3 separate regions of the Mus musculus genome follow, and all the other regions are linked to region 3. The links are chromatin contacts, called in public Hi-C maps. All regions are on one chromosome and are shown on one strand. The core of a region is the stretch at or near the end of the contact, and the rest is flanking DNA. Distances in the headings are between cores, read along the strand shown. Region 1 holds the start of Ubfd1 (ubiquitin family domain containing 1). Region 2 holds the start of Ate1 (arginyltransferase 1). Region 3 holds the start of Gtf3c1 (general transcription factor III C 1).

What was found. Hi-C and Micro-C count contacts between places; a contact is called where the count stands out from the background.
Region 1: a Hi-C map of muscle stem cells shows a contact between it and region 3, with 6 times the contacts expected there. The contact joins the promoter of Ubfd1 here to the promoter of Gtf3c1 in region 3. A contact is called at or near these places in 1 of 39 promoter capture datasets (cranial neural crest) and 1 of 484 Hi-C or Micro-C datasets (muscle stem cells).
Region 2: a Hi-C map of CD8 T cells shows a contact between it and region 3, with 4 times the contacts expected there. The contact joins the promoter of Ate1 here to the promoter of Gtf3c1 in region 3. A contact is called at or near these places in 4 of 484 Hi-C or Micro-C datasets (B cells, CD4 T cells, CD8 T cells and 1 more).

What each region holds. Positions count from the first base shown.
Region 1 is chr7:122,065,923-122,068,622 of GRCm38.p6, forward strand. It overlaps Ubfd1 (ubiquitin family domain containing 1), which reads left to right and starts at 1,276. Exons shown (of 7, transcript NM_138589.2): 1 at 1,276-1,562; 2 at 1,742-2,071. The coding sequence starts at 1,361. Ears2 (glutamyl-tRNA synthetase 2, mitochondrial) reads right to left here and starts at 1,164. Exons shown (of 9, transcript NM_026140.3): 1 at 983-1,164. The coding sequence starts at 1,121.
Region 2 is chr7:130,518,257-130,520,956 of GRCm38.p6, forward strand. Ate1 (arginyltransferase 1) reads right to left here and starts at 1,324. Exons shown (of 12, transcript NM_013799.3): 1 at 1,100-1,324. The coding sequence starts at 1,205. It overlaps Gm4275 (putative uncharacterized protein ZNRD1-AS1), which reads left to right and starts at 1,335. Exons shown (of 4, transcript XR_869987.2): 1 at 1,335-1,589.
Region 3 is chr7:125,706,344-125,709,043 of GRCm38.p6, forward strand. It overlaps Gtf3c1 (general transcription factor III C 1), which reads right to left and starts at 1,345. Exons shown (of 37, transcript NM_207239.1): 1 at 1,114-1,345. The coding sequence starts at 1,334. D430042O09Rik (RIKEN cDNA D430042O09 gene) reads left to right here and starts at 1,527. Exons shown (of 28, transcript NM_001081022.2): 1 at 1,527-1,605. The coding sequence starts at 1,599.

The DNA of each region.
Region 1 (2,700 bases), core at 26-2,525, 3.6 Mb before region 3:
TGGCAAAGACAAAAATATAGATGCAGAAAATGCCAGGCCTTGGATGCCTGCATAAGTGCTTCTTCCAACAAGGTGAGTATCCCAGTTCATGTTGACCATAGGTAAACACAGACACTGTGATACTTAGATACTTGCAGTCATTTGATAAGCTATTTTACATCACTGAGACTAACAAAAAGAAAGATGATTTTGTTCTCTCGGTTTTGAGACACTCATTTTCTCCCTAGCAGTTTCGTTTATATCAGTCTTAAAAACAGATTCACAACAGTTAACTATGAACCAGGGCTTCTACCACATATCGAAGTTCCACAATCTACATTGCCTGCCTGGAGGTAATGCGTTCTTCCTGTGCAGCTGAGACTCAGAAATATCTTTTCCTGCTGACCCTAGACCTAGAATGAACGGTTGCTCAGTGTGAACAGGGTAGAAGGTGGCTTGAACTAAAGGTTGGGAATTTGTGGGAAGGGAGGAGACACAGAATTCCTAGCAAGATATACATGGGCCTCTGTTTTCTTCTGACTTGCTAAGCTGCCAGCAAACTCAGGCTTTTGTGCATGTCGTTTCCTCTTAGGCTTCAAGCGGGTCTTCTTGACACTTGTTCTCAACTCAAATGTTACCTCTTCAGCAATACCTTCTAGGGCGCCCTATCCCGCTTCACTGCCAAAATGGACACATATGACTCTAGGATTTGTCGGTTTCTTCAAAGCCAGAACCCTGACTTTTCAATGACCACTGCATTATAGCGCATAGGCCTTGGCATAAAGTCTATACGCTCTGCACACAGCGTGCAATAAGAAAGGACAGAGACAATACAACAAGGAAACTTCTAGCAATCTCAATCACTTCAAATCCTAGCCCTCCACCTCCGTCTCTTTAAAACGGGGTCGCGCAGACAACCCCGGAAGGGACTGTTTCTGGAACTTTCGGGGGCGGGGACGGGAAGGTGGGCTGCGGCGAGCGGCGTCACGTCCGTTAGGATTACCTGTGGGGCTGGGAGCGAAGCGCACTCGCACCGGGGCCCCGGGATCTGGGCCCAGACTGGCCTCGCGCCGCCCCACGCGGTGCCCGAGGGCCACCACGTGCGGCTCGGCCAGCAGAAGCCTCTTGAGGGGCGCCGCCATGTGGACTAGAAACACACACGTGGGCTCCTTCGCGCGTCACTTCCGCTCGGCGGGGGGGAAAAAAATCACTCCAACCAATCAACTTTCGCCACAGCGAGCGCGGCCCTGCCACTTAAAGGCGTAAGCCGCCTATCTGGGCTGCTCACGCCCCTCTGGACTAGGGCGGCGATGCGCCGCCGCTCGGGGACCGAGCGCTGCGAGCAGGCGATCTCCCAGACCCGCCCCCTCCGGCTGCGGGAATGCTAAAGCGTGGCAGGGGCCGGCCCGGGAAGCGGAGGAGGCGGGTCTCCATAGAAACCTCCACCTGTTTCCGGCCAGCCTGTGTGAAATTAGGGGCTGGTGCGGGGGCCAATCTCCGCCAGCTCGCTTCTTCCCGGCGGCCCCTGCGGTCGTGGTGGGTGTTGTACACAATCATCATGGCGGCGGCCGGAGCCCCGGATGGTGAGTGTGGCGGGGAAGGCGGTCGGTCGGCGGCTGAAGAGCTTGCGGACGCTGCCGGGGTCGTGGGACCGGGCCTGGCCCCGGAGGGAGGAGCGTGGCGCGGCAACGACGGTGCCCGGGCCCGTTCTCGTCGCAGGCCGGGCTCGTGGCGAGCACCCACCCCCCTAACCCCTTTGCAGGCATGGAGGAGCCAGGCATGGACACGGAGGCCGAGGCTGTGGCCACCGAGGCGCCCGCACGGCCCCTCAACTGCGTGGAGGCCGAAGCAGCCGTAGGGGCAGCGGCGGAGGACTCCTGCGACGCGCGAGGCAACCTGCAGCCGGCCCCGGCCCAGCCCCCTGGGGACCCTGCGGCCCAGGCCTCGGTCAGCAACGGCGAGGACGCGGGCGGCGGTGTGGGCAAGGAGCTGGTGGATCTGAAGATAATCTGGAACAAGACCAAACACGACGTGAAGGTCCCTCTGGACAGCACGGGGTCCGAGCTAAAGCAGAAGATTCACTCCATTACAGGTATTCGAGGAGCTGACACCCGACTGCTTCTACCCACGACCTACCTTCTAGCTCTTGATGCTTACGTCGTGCTAAACTGTTAGCGATTTTCTTGCGCCTAGACTCCCGCTATCCTCACTGCAGTTTTCTGAAATCAGTACTTGTATGTCCATTAGTAATCAGAGAGGGAAAATTAGGCCCAGAATGATAGTGGTACCACCAAGTGGTGGAGTGAGATGCAAGCCTGAATCTTGAGTATTAAGGCTCACCCTTCTAACTAATGTTGGACTGTCATTGCTAGGCGCGGTATTTATGAACTTTACAGGAGATTCTGAACAGGTCCAGTATTTAGCCACGGATTTATTTTCAGCAGACAGATCAGTTTCATAAGGGAAGTTCATGAAACAGTGTTATCAACTGTCCTAATGGCCCTTTATAAATATTCATACATGGCCGTTTTATTTGTTTTGGTTTGCTACTTGAAATACTTTCCTTAAAGCTTTCTCCATGTATCGGGTAAAAAGCTTATTGGCTTTCTGTATCTCCTACACTTGGGAATTTTCAGTATTTAAGTGGATAGAAGATAGAGTTATAACTTGGAAACAATGATACCTAGACATCAAACAATTCTAAATACCTTACATTCATGT
Region 2 (2,700 bases), core at 74-2,573, 4.8 Mb after region 3:
ATATTATAGTCAGAATATAAAAATTCTGAAAAAGAATAGTATCTCTATCACTCAAAGTGAGCCACTGTCATTTGATGTGCTTTCTTGGCCTTATTTGGGCTTTATTGGACCGTATTCCTCTCAGCTGTCACGTGTACTCGGCTGTCATCTGCATCCTGTTTATTTAACCCTATGCTCCAAGCGTTTTTTTCACTTAACTGGTCTTCGTAATCCGTGCATCTAACGATTGTATAACTGTCTACCCAAGGCCGCGGTTCACCTAATAATACACTTTCTCCTAATAAACACTTTTAATGCATCCATAAACCAAAATCCCGTGCACAGCCAAACCACTAAACTGTCTTTCAAAACGGGTAAATCTCTAACCTAAATTTATAGTCAAGTTACCTTGCTTCCACCTGCAGGATTATTCTAAACCATCCATCCTAGATTCTGTATTTGCCGATCATGACACGGCAGACAATAAGTACATATTCGGCTTACAAACAAATCTTCCGTAAGAAACCTGAATCCTAGCCCGGTGGTGATGCACACCTTTGATCCCAGACCCTCGGGAGGCAGGGGCAGGCGGATCTCTGAATTCCAGGCCAGCCTGGTCTACAGAGTGGATTCCAGGACAGCCAGAGCTACACAGAAAACGTTTGTCTCGAAAAGCCAGAAAAATAAAATAAAATAAAAAGAAAAGAAACCTAAAGCCTGAAGGAACACCGTTATTACGGTCTTCAAGATGGATTGGCACAATGACATGGTATAAATCCCTGATTTAAAAAAAAAGTCGAGCAGGTATTTTATCAAAATATCAAGCCGATCTCGGTTTCCAGTACGTTCTCCCAGACACTTTCTCCAAAATGACAGCGAACAGGTGTGCACGCACACGCCCCTCTACACATGCAGCAGGGGGCCTCGGCTGCCGCGGGGATGGATGCAGGGCGGCCGTCAGCTCCCAGGAGCCTCCCCATCTCCCTTCCCGTCTCCCAGAGCAGCCGCTGAGGGAGCAAGGGTGGAGGACACCCGGCTCTTCACGACGCTCCCCCAGGCTGCGGCCACCCAAGACCCTCACAGAGCCCGAAGCACACGCCCGCCGGCCGAGCTCGCTCACCATAGGAGCGACTGCCCAACTTGTTCTTGCAGTAGCCACACTGGAAGGAGGTCTGGCCCTCAAAATACTCTACAAGGCTAGGTGAAGGCGCGCTCCAAGAAGCCATGTCCGCGACCCCGCCGCCGCTGCGCCACCCAGTCCTACGCAGCCGCCGCTACCGCCGCCTTCGCCTCCACCACCCCACAATGCAACGCGCGCGCCTCCGAAGATCGCGCGAAGCCACTCGAGTGCTCCCGGGCTGGAAGGACCGGACGCCCTACGTCACTGACGCCGCCCGCGCCATGTTGACTGCGGGCAGCCGTCCGCTAGTTCCGTTCCTCCTCTGTGAGGGGCGGCTACCCCCTAGGGAGGGCGAGGGCGGGAAGACCGGGATGGAAAGGAAGCCGGCTGAGGAGAGACCAATGGGACCGGGAAGCTGGAGTCGGGTGACCAACGGCCTCAACCCGCGCGGCAGGCCTGCCAGGACGTAGCGAGAGCCTGGCTGAAGCCGGTAAAGGCGACCTGGACGGCGGGACACTCACCACACGACGTCTTGCCCTCCCTGGACTCGCAGTAGCCGCAGTAGTAGCCGGCCTTCAGGCCCTTGTATTCCACCACCGAGGCCATGGCCGCCGCTGTGGGCTTGAGGAGCGGCCACGCCTCTCAGCGCGGGGAACCTCGGGGAAGGGCCGAGAGCGCGGGGGTTGCCGGGTTCGCGGCTCTCCGCCGATCCCCGGTCAGGCCACTGGCCGCCAGCCTGGGTTGCAGGGGTGCGTCTCGGAACCCAGTGTTTAGTGGCCAGCAGGTTACTTGTCCAGTCAACAGCAGTCCTTGTCACTGACGCGATCTCTCAGCCCGCTTTACAGATAGGGAAACTGAGGCTCCAGGTTGGGATTCACCCGGTCATTTGCGCTCTGTAGTTGAAGGTTAACCTCGAGTTCTGCGCCTGACCACCTGTGAGGAACGAGGAGCCGGAGCTGGCTTGATAGAGAGGGATCTAGAATCCAAACAACTCTGCTAGAGCGGAATGTCCAATGACGAAGCGACACTTTCCTCTTTTAAAGGGAGTTTTAAATATCACTCAAAAAGAATTTTTAACTCTTCAGGCTGAACATTTACATAATCTGAATTCACTCCATGGGTCTCCAATTTGCAAAGAACGTGTTTTAGGGAATGAGGTTGTGAGGCAAAGTGTAAAAATAAAGGCATGCTCCTACCAAGATAATATTCCTTAGCTTTCTCCTCTGCGTACACAGATGTTTAAGTCTGTCTGGCATAATTTCCATAGTCGACAATATGGTGAATTCCTTTTTGCAGTGTCTAGAAAGTGCAATCAGGAAACTTTTTTTTTTAATTATGTTTGTGGGTGTTTAGCCTGCAAGTAGATATGTGTACAACCTTCATCCAATGCTGGAGGCATCCAGAAGGCATTGTAGACCCTGAAACCTTGACGGGCAGACAATTCTGAGCCACTCATGTAAGATTGAAAGGATGGAAAAATACAGCCTCAACTCCAGCCTCCTAAGAAGCCCTAAATACCACAAATTCCAGACCCTGCTCCCTGCCAGTATACAGGTAAAAGGTCACACTTCCGTGCTGTTCCAGGGCCCGCTTCCTGTATG
Region 3 (2,700 bases), core at 95-2,594:
TTCCACGCTCCCTGCTTCCAAGCGTACTCTTCAGGCGCACGCAGTTCACTTCTCTCCCGTTAAGCTATTCTACTTGGTGTTGCTTGTTCAGAGCACTCTGCCAAGTGGCCGCCTAAATCTAAACTTATCTGGTTCATTATTACCTCTAGAACCTCCTCTGACCTTCATAATATAGCTTAAGAGTTCCAACTTGCAGGGCATGGTAGGGCATGCCTGTAACCCAAGTGCTAGAGTGCAGAGGCAAGCGGGTATGATATGAAATCACACTGAACTGTATTGTCAGCTCTTTCTTCTTTTTTTTTTCTTTTTTTCTCTTTTCTTTTTTTTTTTTGGTTTTTCGAGACAGGGTTTCTCTGTGTAGCCTTGGCCTCGAACTCAGAAATCCGCCTGCCTCTGCCTCGCAAGTGCTGGGATTAAAGGCGTGTAACACCAAGACCAGCTCGTCAGCCCTTTCTTAACAAAAACTTGTACAGGGGAGTAAGGGGTGGGCTGAGGCTAAGGGCAGAGCATGCAAGGAGCTGGATTCTGCTCCTGGAGAAGGACAGATAGGAGAAGGGAAAAGTGCATTTAGCAATCCCTGAATCCTGTACTTAACCTAAGGTTAATCCCTTAACCTCTCGGCGTCAGTTTCCTCCTCTGTAAAATGAAAAGACAATAGTGTCTCGCTCAGTGTCGCGGAACTGAGTTCTGTCGCTTCCAGAACTGGGTCTTGGAACCCACCTATGGGAAGCGCCCAGTCCACCTCGGCTACTCTTTCACTGCTATTCGGGGCTATGCAGACCTCCAGTGAGCTGCCTTAGCTTTCGGAACGAACGCTCCCTAAAGGTCCCTGAAGGACCTCACCTAGTCCCACTTTTTAACCACTTTCCTACTCCCGTCCTATCACCCAACTTAAAGGAACTCTTTAGACTCGCTCCTTTAACACACTGGGAAACAGTTCCGTCACAGCGGATACCCCATCCCCCAGCTCATCTACTCCGGCCTGCTAGGGCGCAGAGCTCAGGTTTGCTCGCCTCCCGCGCCCATCCCCCACGTCCCACGGTCCCCGTTCTGCATCGCACCATCCTGCCCCGCTCCAGGCTCTCAGCCCTCGCCCCACCCCTGGTGGCTGACCGGTCTTGGAGCTGCAGGTCAGGTCTCTCTCGCGGCTCCTCGTAGAAACTGATGCCCGGGTGCGTGGCTAAAGCCCGCCACAAAAACTCCTGCGTGTAGGGTTCCAGAGGCAATGGGAAGGCAGGCGAGCGGGATTCCAGGCGGCTCCACAGCGCGGGCAGGCACAGGCCGTCGAGCCCCTCCAGGGCCACCTCGTCCAACAACGACTCGAGCGCGTCCATGGCCGCTTCAGTTAGCAGCGCCCGGGGCGCCTGCGCACCTCGCCGCCGAGGCCAGGGCCCAATGCGCCTGCGTACAGCGATCCGAGGCCTAGGGAGGACTGATGGGGAGTCCCAGCGCTCCGCCGTGACGTCACGCTACCCGAGGGCGGGCTCAATGATCAGAGTTCCTCCTCCATTGGTCCGGAACCCCGTAGTAACCAGGGGAACTGCAAACACTGTCAGGGCCGCTTCCGGTTCGGGAGGCCGGAACCGCCGCCTCTAGGGATGGACGGTTAGTGTCCGTGGGCCCCGCCGGGAGGTTGGGCGGCCGTCCCTCATCCCTCGGAGGTGTCTCAGGGAGGAACGCCTAGCCACAGGGACCCCGGCCCAGGATGGTGTCCAGCCTGAGGGGAAGGTTCTGGCGGTGCGGGATGGGGACCACGGCTGGGAGTGGTTTTGTAGGAGTCCCTCTCTCAGACTTAGGGAGGGGGGACGGGGAAGAGATTGGCGCGGGGGAGGCGTGAGGAGGATTGCGGGGGTCCTGGGATGGGCGATGGGAATGTCGAAGTTGGTTGGCGGTAAGCGTGTCCCTTGGGAGTACGTTTGTCAGCTCCTGGCATCAGGAGTGGAGGGAAAGGGCTGGGAAGAGTTTTATGTGCTTCGGTATTGTTGATAACTCACGTGAACTGAGTACTGTTCGGTGCCAGGGTTTCTGTAGCTACTGACAAGTGCAAACGTTTCACAGCAGTCCTTTGGGATAGTCACTTATTTTACAGGCGAGGGAGCTGAGGCTCAGACAAGGCAGGCCACTTTGCCTGGCCAAAGTCAAATAGCTAATCAAGAGACAGCATGAGTAAGACTCCTGGACGATGGGAGTTTAAAATCTGAAAAAAAAAAATATTTTAGAAGCCTTCCATTCCAGAGCTTGCCAGTGCACATGTCTACGGGAGCAAGTTTGGTGGGCTGTGACTGATAAACCAGTTGCCAATCTGTACAGAAGCAGATTGTTTTTAGGAGCAAGTCTCAAACTATGATAGCCAGTTAGTTAGTCAGTCGTAAGGCTAAAGGCAGCCTGGTTAGAATCACTGTGGACACTCAGGCGCTCCCTGGGAATAGCTGTTCTGATATCCAGCTTTTCAGATGGGAACACTGATGTCTGAGGAGACTGGAAGGGTCTGTGCTGCTTCACAGTTCATTACTGCCCCTTCCTTCTGCATTGCTGTGAAAGCCAGTGGATGTAGCATGGAAAGACATGTTACCATCGAATGTGTTACATCTGCTTAAAGGGTGCCTTTGTCCTTTGTCCTCGAGGCACTATAAAAAAATGCGTTTTATCAGTTTGCCCTGTCCTGCTGTCGAACAGTGGTTCTTAAAATCTAGGAGTCCT